Regions from separate parts of the Sus scrofa genome. Here region 2 is linked to region 1. Evidence: chromatin contacts called from public Hi-C data. All regions are on one chromosome and are shown on one strand. The core of a region is the stretch at or near the end of the contact, and the rest is flanking DNA. Distances in the headings are between cores, read along the strand shown.

Region 1 (5,016 bases), core at 1,001-3,500:
TGTATTCCATTTCCCTAAATCAAGGCCTCCATTTTGCATAACACAATGAAGCTTTTAAACAGGAAAAGGAAAAGGAAGAATTTCATTAGTGGGGAAGTTTGAAAATATACTTTAACGAATATCCAGGAAAGGAATAAGGGCATTTGACATCCTCTAGAGATATTTTCTATATAACTAGAGTATATGAGAAAAGCAGATGTTACCAATGGAAAGTGCAAAGCTGAAATGCCCTCAGTTACCCACCAAAACCACAGAGAATGGCTCATAGGGCCAGGATACTCTTCTGTCAAGAGAGGTCCCTGAAAAGGCAAATAAATGTAGATAATCCTTCAGTACAAAGATTATGACATTAGGGAACTGGTTCCTCTAAAGGATGTGCTTAGGATGATATTAGGACTCTGGAATAAGCCCAAGTCAATATTTTTTAATGGTAAATTTTTTTTTAATTTCATTTTTAGTTTGTATTGGAGTACAGTTGATTTACAATGTTGTGTCAGTTTCAGGTGTATGTACAAGAGGGTAAATTTAATGTTATGTCTGTATTACCACAAAAAGATTGCTTCTCAGCCATTTGGCTAAGATCCAGTGTAGTATTTTACCACAGTAAAAAAAAAAAAAATCACCAAAAAAGAAGAAAAAGTATACATAAGGCAGTGTACTGTCAGAGCAAGGTAGGGGACTCGGGGTAGGAATTAGAGATGGTTCAGACCTGTCACCTCAATTGACAGGGAATAATTCCCAAAGACAAAAAGAGAACCAGTAGTGCTGGGGCTCACGGTGAACTGCAGCAGAATCAGGGCTGGAACCCACATCCCCGAGGGGTACCAAGGTGGGACCTGGTCTTTCTGCCCCCTGGCTGCATCCTGATGCCCAGTGTCCAGTGGCCATCAGCTAGGTGGCTGGGTAGCCTTCCTTCCCCAGGGCAGGGCTTGACTCACCTGGAGCTGGGGAAGCCCATCAGCACCTGCCTGGTGCCCTACCTGGGAGGTAGGTGGGACCTAGGTCCCAAGTCAATATTAGAGTAAACCCAGATTTATTTTCATTAGTTAACTAATTTATATTAGATTCTATAGTCTTGAGATGACCAGGACCTGGGTGATCCAAGATTTTTTTTACACCATTTAAAACCCTCTTCTGACCCCACATTGGGCACCAAAAAAAAAAAAAAAAAAAAAAAGAAAGAAAACCCTCATCTGATTCTGTACTAACCCCTTGTCAGACAAAAGAATGGCTGGTAATTATTTCCTCGTCATTGGTCAATTATCAACATGGAGAGAAAAAGACATATGTGACTACAGCACAGTAATACTCTATAGATGTTATTTCCATTCTGTTGTTTCTAAAGACAAAGGGTGAAAGGCAGAAAATAATTGTCCAAAATGTCAGAAATTGAGTATCTGAGAAGTGTAGAGAAATTAATTCCTAACACATATAAAAAAGACTTGTCATCAAGTTTAATGATGAGATTGTAGAAGTTATAGGCAACACCAAAGAAAATTAAAAAAAATCCGTTAAACTTTTTCTCATCTACATAAGTAGAAATTAAAGAATTATTAGAACTGTTTTCTCTACATAAAATTTTTTAAATGTACAAGTTTAAATGGTACGTAACCCTTATTAACAGCTTTACCCCTAATATCAAAAGCAGTCTTCTGGGAGTTCCCATCATGGAGTAGTGGAAGCGAATTCGACTAGGAACCATGAGGTTGCTGGTTCGATCCCTGGCCTTGCTCCGTGGGTTAAGGATCTAGCATTGCTGTGAGCTGTGGTATAGGTTGCAGATGCAGTTTGGATTCTGTATTGCTGTGGCTATGTTGTAGGCCAGCAGCTGCAGCTCTGATTCAACCCTTAGCCTGGGAACTTGACACAGGTACTGACCTGGAAAGCCAAAAAAAAAAAAAAAAAAAAAAAGAATAGCCAAGCAACTCCGGTAATCAGCAATGAGTAGAAAGAAAAATTTCGAATTCACTAATTTCACAAAATGATCCACTAATAAAATCAAGATGTTGCAGTGCAAGCTCTAAGTGTTTCAGTCATGTGCTGAGATATCTAATATTAACATTCTTTTGAATCCCACAGAATTTCTCACTTTCCTTAAAAAAAAAAAAAATCACTAAGGATATACTCCTAAATAGATTCAGCTGAATTGTTACTAAACCTGAAAAAGAAAAATACTGCCCAGTGGTTCACTTTTAAGTCAGCAGTTTGAAAAACATTCCAAACCTCTGAGCCATTGCCTGATACATCTTGCTTCAAGACAGAAATGATCAGGGTAGGTCAAGTAACACAAACAACTCTCTCGTGCAAACATGACAGTGTGCCTTTAAAGAGAAATACTCTGGATTTCCACTCGGGACTTTCTACAAAGGTGGGCTGTGTCATGGCTGGAAGCCCTCTCCTATGTTCAGCCTTGAAAGTATGCACAGATGCTGGCTCCTTGAGGAAGCCCCCTAACTACCTCTCACCCCCACTTCAAGCAGAGCAGCCACTCCCTTTTCTCTATCCCAGAGGACGCCACCAGGCCTTGCTTCATTACGATGTAATAAGTGTGTGTTTTCTTCACTCTACTGTGAAATTTGGGGCCGGAGAAAAGTTATCTTAGTCATTGTTCAGATATTTGAAGATGGAATTTTCTTTCTCTCTTCTCCAAACTGAACATATCTTTGTCTCGCCGTTCCCCATAGAAAAGTTTTCAAAGTCCCTTAAACAACCTGCTCACCCTCCTCTACAAACTCTTTGATTGACAATGCCCCATGCCTCAGAAATACCATCAGGAGTTCCTGTTGTGGCTCAGTCAGTTAAGAACCTGAGGATATGGGTTTGATTCCTGGCCTCACTCAGTAGGTTAAGGATCTGGCATTGCCATGAGTTGCGGTGTAGGTCACAGACATGGCTCAGATCCCGTGTTCCTGTGGTCAAGGCATAGGCCAGCAGCTGCAGCTCCCACTCAACCCCTAGCCTGGGTGCAGCTCTAAAAAGACAAAAAAAAAAAAAAAATAGCATCAATCATTGCAGTCAAATGTATTTATTTGAGGTCAGCCCTACAGAATTCTCCTATATTTATGCAGTTCTGATCACTTGGGTGTTCAACTATATCATAAAATATTTCTCTCAACAACTAAGCATCTTGGATAGTATGTATACACAATAGATAAAGTCATTCAGCAGGCACATATTAAGTAGCTCCTAGGTTCCAGGCACTGTGCTAAGAACTGGAGATCCTGCTATAGACACCCTCAGGGAAGCCTCCCTTGTGTAGCCTCCTGGAACATATTAACACATGTCACATATAAATGAGGGTTTCATAAACAAATTCTCTAGGGTCACTTCAAGTTATGTCTTTTCCTTAGGACTTTTTGAAACTTCTAATATTTAAATGTAAATTGTGACTCTCTAAGACCCAAAATATAATATGCATTATTTCCTCAATTTATCTGATCATACTACGCTATTTCCAGAGTACATCTTGAAGAAACATTGCATGAAAATACTTTGTGAAATACCTTGTAGAGTTTATAGACAAGTAAACAGATAACTATGATTTAAGGAAATAAGAGCTATGGTAGAATCTCAGGATGAAACACAAGTATAGAGGAAGTAAGTATTTGAGGACCAAGGGTATGAGGAAAAACTTCTGCAAAGAGGTGGTACTTCAGATGGATCTCCAAGGATGAGATCTGAGTCAATTAAGTGAAAAGGGAGAAGTTGATGGTGGGGTTTCCAGAAACACTTTTCAGGCATGGGCACAGTCCAAAGTGGCTTACTATGCACCATAGCATTCTGGTTAGAATTGCAAACGCATCTATGTTAGCTGGCACATGTATGTGAAAAAGGCAACACCAGCCCTACTTGTGGTAACTTGACTGCCAAAGTCAGGAATCCTCCCTCACCCTGCTCTTCCAAGAAGTATAAAAACCAACAAGAATAAAAAAAAAATTAAAATCTTCTAAAATAAACTAGGAAGTATAACCTGAATCTAACTGTGGTCAGAAGCTGCATGGAAGTTCAAGGTGAGTGGAATTACAGAAAAGTGGGGCATGCCTGGTATTGCAGACAGTCTCAAAGAGCATTAGCAAAAATACAACTTTCTAAAAATTTCTAAAAAAAAAAAAATATACAACCTTCTAAAAAAACCATTCTGAAATCTAAAACCTGCAGTCCTTGTTTGCAACAAGGGCACAGGAACTGCATTGAGCAATGCAGGTAGCAGTTTGATTAGAAAGAAGAAGATAAGAGATTCTGAAGAACAGTCACGCTGATTAGCCATATTTGCAAGAAACAGTCTGCTTCTGTAGCAGCACAGAAGGAAAAAATACTCTAAGTGGTGACCATGCCTCCTGGATAACCAGAATGGAACTTGCAGACAATAACTTGTCTAGGAAAATTCAACCCATTTAATATTAACCAAAAGAAAAGAGGTAAATACAAAATCAGCACAAATGCAGCGTAAGAGAAAAAAAAAATCAAAAGCAAAATCAAAATCTCACCAGAAAAAATGTAGCCAACCAGAGTAAAAAAATCAGACAAAAAATAGTAATCCCTACAATATTGTAAATCATATCTTAAGGTTTTATTAAACTTAATGTGGCAGTAACATGTGAATTGATAAATCAATGAACAAATTAGTAAATTCAGAAACTGACCCAAATGCACACATGAATTTAGTTTATGGCAGAGATGGCATCTCAAGTCAGGACAAAAAGAGGGACTATTTAAACAAATGGTGTGAAGGAAGCTAGGAAAACTTTAGAAAAAAAAATTTTAAGTCAAATCTGTACTTCACACTACCCACCAACATAAATTTCAAATACAGCACATGTTTAAATGCTACTAAAGTCTGGTAAAGAAATTTTAATTCATATTCCCATTATTAGCCACCTATGAGGAATCTGATTCCCCAACACTTGATACTTTCAAACTTTCTGACTGTTGCAAATCTAATGAATAGAAACCTGACATTTTGTTGTTTCAGGCTTACATTTCCCTAATTATTGCAGCTTAAATATCTTATGTGTT
Region 2 (5,016 bases), core at 914-3,413, 300 kb after region 1:
AAACTATTTCTAAAAACAGGTTGTGGCCCAGATTTGGCCCTTGGGCCACAGTGTGCCAACACCTGGTCTAATAAGCCCATTTCAAAATCAATGTGAAAAGATTATAAATCAGTACTGCAATACTTTCATTCATTAAAGTCAACATTTTTCTTTACTTTTGCTGTAACACTGAAACCCAGGAGTGAAATTTACCAATTTTAGGTTCTATTCTAAGCCATGTTTTGCAGTTACAGCTACAAATATAAAATAGTCCCATATTTTACACACATCATAAGTCCTGGGATATTCTCCTACTATAGCTTTATAGTTAGAAGAATTTGAGTTACAAGTACCTGATCTGAAGGCCTTAGAATTCTGGTCTGATGTCTCATATATTATCCAATAACAATATAGTCATCAATTATGGAATCAGAAACATCTCAAATGCATCTCAACTGTAAGATGACAGACCTACCTCCCACTAAGTTTTACAGAATGTGTTCCACAGAAAATATAAAATAATAATTTTACCATTCTTATTACCTACCCAGATCCCCAACTGTTTAAACACCTGAAAGGTGTAAGCAGATCTTCAAGCTGCAGGTGATAAAGAGCTCAAATATAGTGAATTCCACATTCAGCAACAAGTCAATAAGACGTATTACAGTGTTCCTTATGGATGCAACAAGAAATCTAACAGCACATTTTCCTATTGATTCTGTCTTCAATATAAAGTTTACCACTGAGAGAAAATATGCCAAATTTCCATACCCTAGCTAATAGAAATAAATCTGGAACAGTGTACTTGTTCTCCAGAGGAGATAACCAGACCTACAAAAAACCTAGAGATTAAAAGGACAAGAAGAGGTTCATGAATTCCCTAGGAAGACTCTGCCTCATGGGATCCCACAAGCCAAAGAACACGTTAATCACAGCAGGAGCAGAATTGACTATAAAAAGCCAAATTCTTTTATTATCTCGTGTTTAATCCTGTTGAAAAAAAATCTGATTTAATAGGTAAGTCAGTTTTACCCATATGAGCATTCACCAATTAAATGACATTTTAAGCTAAACACAATAATAGTTATATCTGTTCTAGGATAACAGTGTCCCATCTACTTACGTAATTACGTTAAGTGCAAGCTCAGGAGAGTGACATCTCTCCAACTTCTGTTTCAGAACAGCAACTTCTTCAGATCTGGGTGGTTCATATTTTTTTACCAAGTTTCTCATGCCTATATGTATATAAAAGAAAGGATCCACATCAGATAATGAAAAGTATGGTTCTCATAAAGGGGATGAATAATATTTTCCCATCTAGTTTTGGGAACAACAAAGAACACTCCTGAAATGTGGTTATTATTATCAGGATTATTATTTCACATTAGAATTCAATGAACACCATACTCAAGTTACTATAGCTTCTGCTGCTTAGCCCGCGTCGTGTACAGCATAACGATAAGCAGGCTTTGCTAGTCAGTATTTTTTCCAAATCCTACCATGGTCACTTTACTCAGTTTTAAGGCTTTTAAAAAATCCCTATATGATTTAGTAAACAATCTTTGTTCTCTACCACCAACTATATTCATAACATTCTGTCCTACAGATGGAGGGCCTCATGTACAAGGAAAACATTATTATGTAATATGCAATGAAGGAAAAATGCTTATAAATACCCGTCAATGATGCTTTGCTTTAACACAATGCGGAACCTATACAATGAAGCATCACCAAGAAAACAAAAATACCCTCCTTATGCTAAAAGCAAACTACTACAGTGACTAAGCACACAAGGATTCTCCACCTGGGCCCTTTATATTATTCAACTACCACAAAACAAAGAATATAAATCTCATGATTTTTATAAGGAATGATGAGAGAAACAGGGCTAATTAGCCAGCCATGTGCTCCAAATGAGTGACTTATTTCATAAAGCAAATAAAGCAGTGTTTGCATCAAAACCCTTGGGACAGTATCTTGTGTGTGAAAAATTATGAATAAGATAATACCATTCCAGCTCTGAGTTTCAGCAAGAGCTATTCTTATTTTACATTTAAACAAATGGAGTAAAATGAAGGTAAGTGTCAGCTATAAAATCAGCACAGTGGGTTACCTTTAAGACCTCTTGTACTTACTAAATTCCTGGATCCTAATATCTATGGCCAAATCACAATTAGTTTTGGAAGTGAACCCTCTAGTGGTATAACTGAAAACCTACAGTTTTCTGACTGATAAATTCATCACTCTCACTTAAAGAGGGAAGACCTCGAGATCATTTCCAACAAAGAATCAAGAAATGATATTTACATGCCCTGAGGCATTTTAACTTTTGAAACATAAAACATAAAAACACTGATTAACTAATGTCATCCAAGATCAAGATCTTCAATGTCATATTTTATTGGCTTACTCAATATTTAAACCAGAAATTTATTCATAAGGACAACTGGCACAAAACATTTTGGAAACAAACATAACTGACTTTTAACCCTGAAGATGTGCATAGTAGCCATGAGCATGCAGTGTCACAAGAGCAAGAATGAACATGGAGAGGAATGGCTAATCCAGCCAATCAGTTAAGGGGAGGTTCTAACTCAATCCTTAAGAACAAGGTTGCCATATAGCTTGGGGAACTATATTCAATATCCTGTAATAACCTACAAGGGAAAAGAATCTGAAGCACACACATACACACACACATCTGAATCACTTTGCTGCACATATGAAACTAACACAACACTGTAAAGCAAGCATACTTTAAAAAAGTGAAAAGAAGGAAAAAAAAAACAAAACCTTAAGACAGTGTTTCTTAGCATAAGCACTACTGACAGCCTGGGCTAGAAAATTCTTTGTTGTGAGGGTTTATGTTAATTTCCTGAGATTGCTATTAAAAATTACCACAAACTCAGGACCTATTAAGACAACAAAAGTGGACTGTTTCACAGGTTTTTGTTTGTTTTGTTTTTTTGTTTTGTTTTTTTTTTTTTTGCAGCAACTGAGGCATGCACAAGTTCCCAGGCCAGGGATTAAACCTGTGCCACAGCAGCCACATGAGCTGCTAGGGTGAGAATGCTGGATTCTTAACCTGTTGTGCCACAAGAGAACTCCTGTTCCACAGTTCTAAAGCCTCAGAGTCTGCAATCAGTTTCACTAGACCAAAAACAAAATATGGGAAGGGCTACACTCTAGAGGCTTCTGTTCCAGCTTCTGATGACTGCCAACATCCCTTAGCTTATGGCCGTACTGCTCCAATTTTTAAGACATATCTTCAAATCTCTGCTGTGTCTTCAAAATCACCTTCAGTGTGTCAAACTTCTCTCTGCCTTCCTCTACTAAGGACTCTTGTGATTATATTTAGGCTCAATCTGAATAGTCCAAAATAATGTCTTTAACTTTGTCACACCTGCAAAGACTTTTTTGGGGGTGTCTTTTTGGCCATGTAAGGTAATGCTGGGCTTCCACTGATAATCTTTGGGGAGCCATTTCTCAGTCTACCAAGGGGCTGTATTATGAATTATAAAATGTTTATTGGGTCCTATCACCTCCGTGCACTGGATGCTGGTAGTAGCTGCCAACATCTCCCCCTACCGCTAAGTTGTGACAACCAAGAGGATGGAGATGCTGCAAAAATTCCACTCTGTTGAGAACCATGGCTTTTCTAATATCAACTAACAAAATGACTAGAAAATGACATATCAACTAGTTAAAACTGACTTAACTACAATATATGAGTTTCAAATTTAATTAGTTTTGGTTCCCTGTAGATATTTTTCAGTGTCCATCATGTCTGGATACCTTTTAAAAGGAACCTTTTAAATCTCAACACTTTCTGCACCTGATTATATTTTCACTTTCCTCAAAAGTTCTGTGTAGGAGTTCTTGCTGTGGCACAATGCAAACAGCAGTGTCTCTGAAACACCAGGAAGCAGGGTCAATCCCCAGCCTGGCACAGCAGGTCAAAGGATCTGGCACTGCTGCAACTGTGGCTCAGAACTGATCCCTGGCCTGGGAACTCCATATGCCACAAGGTGGCCAAAAAAAAAATTGTTCTTTGTGAAAACTACTTTCTTCCATATACCTTCTATTCTTCACCAATGTATCCTTCATGCCTCCATATATAATAATTCAATAAAAGTTAATCCAATCAGTAATCTCTTATCTCAAGTTAAATACTAAGAAATTATTTATTTAGAAAGTAACATTGTGATAGAAGAACATTTTATGAGGTATTCTGTTTTACTTACTTTTCATAATATCTAGTAACTGTGACAGGCTAGTTCTGTTCTCTTTGAGCATCAGACTTTCTGATAAATAACTGGAAAAGAAAAAAGTTTTAATCTATTGATCACATATAGCCTCTTGAGAAAATATGACATCATAAATTATTTTCCTCCATGTGCATTTCATCAAGGTCAATCTTTGAATAAATTTAAAAGTTAAATATCAATACTTTGAACTCCAAAAAGATATAATTTGTACCTCTTACAGACTTAAGGATATACAATTTAGATTAAAAGATGCTTAATGCTCAAATTAACTTAAGTTCTATAATACATTTAGAGGAAAAATGACCTGAAACTAGCAGTAGCAATATTCAATACTTTTAATGTTAAGTGTTTAATATAAAAACCCTATGTGTCTAATCTCATTTTACAGATGAGGAATCTTGAGCCACAGGGACAAGTTCAAACCAAAGGTGTTCATGTTTTTCTACAAATGGATATAAAGCCCAATTACCTGTTTTTCTGGGAACCAATGATAGTATAAAAATGTAATTTCTGGAGTTAACATTGTGGCTTAAGACAAATGACCCTGACTAGGATCCATGAGGATGTGGGTTCAATCCCTGGCCTTGCTCGGTGGGTTAAGCATCCAGCGTTGCCACGAGCTGTGGTGCAGATGTGGCTCAGATCTGGCATTGCCATGACTGTGGCACTGGCCAGTATCTACAGCTCCAACTCAACCCCTAGCCCAGGAACCTCCATATGCCGCAGGTGTAGCCATAAAAAGCAAAACATGTAATTTCCACATTTAAAT

The links. A called contact is a pair of places that touch in the nucleus more often than the background predicts.
Region 2: a Hi-C map of embryonic fibroblasts shows a contact between it and region 1, with 2.8 times the contacts expected there. The contact joins two enhancer-like sites. A contact is called at or near these places in 4 of 47 Hi-C or Micro-C datasets (embryonic fibroblasts, fetal heart ventricle and heart right ventricle) and 1 of 2 datasets of contacts at active chromatin or transcription factors (alveolar macrophages).

What each region holds. Positions count from the first base shown.
Region 1 is chr2:94,700,576-94,705,591 of Sscrofa11.1, forward strand. No RefSeq gene overlaps it. Among named protein-coding and RNA genes, the nearest start is that of RASA1, 180 kb to the right of the region's middle. Within about 2 kb of position 2,251, at least 6 of the 83 cell types and tissues checked have an H3K27ac peak or open chromatin away from gene starts, as enhancers often do. A contact at or near this core is called in embryonic fibroblasts, where this site is marked.
Region 2 is chr2:94,995,663-95,000,678 of Sscrofa11.1, forward strand. CCNH (cyclin H) reads right to left here. Exons shown (of 9, transcript NM_001166313.1): 6 at 4,224-4,294; 7 at 1,103-1,214. Among named protein-coding and RNA genes, the nearest start is that of CCNH, 20 kb to the right of the region's middle. Within about 2 kb of position 2,164, at least 2 of the 83 cell types and tissues checked have an H3K27ac peak or open chromatin away from gene starts, as enhancers often do. A contact at or near this core is called in embryonic fibroblasts, where this site is marked.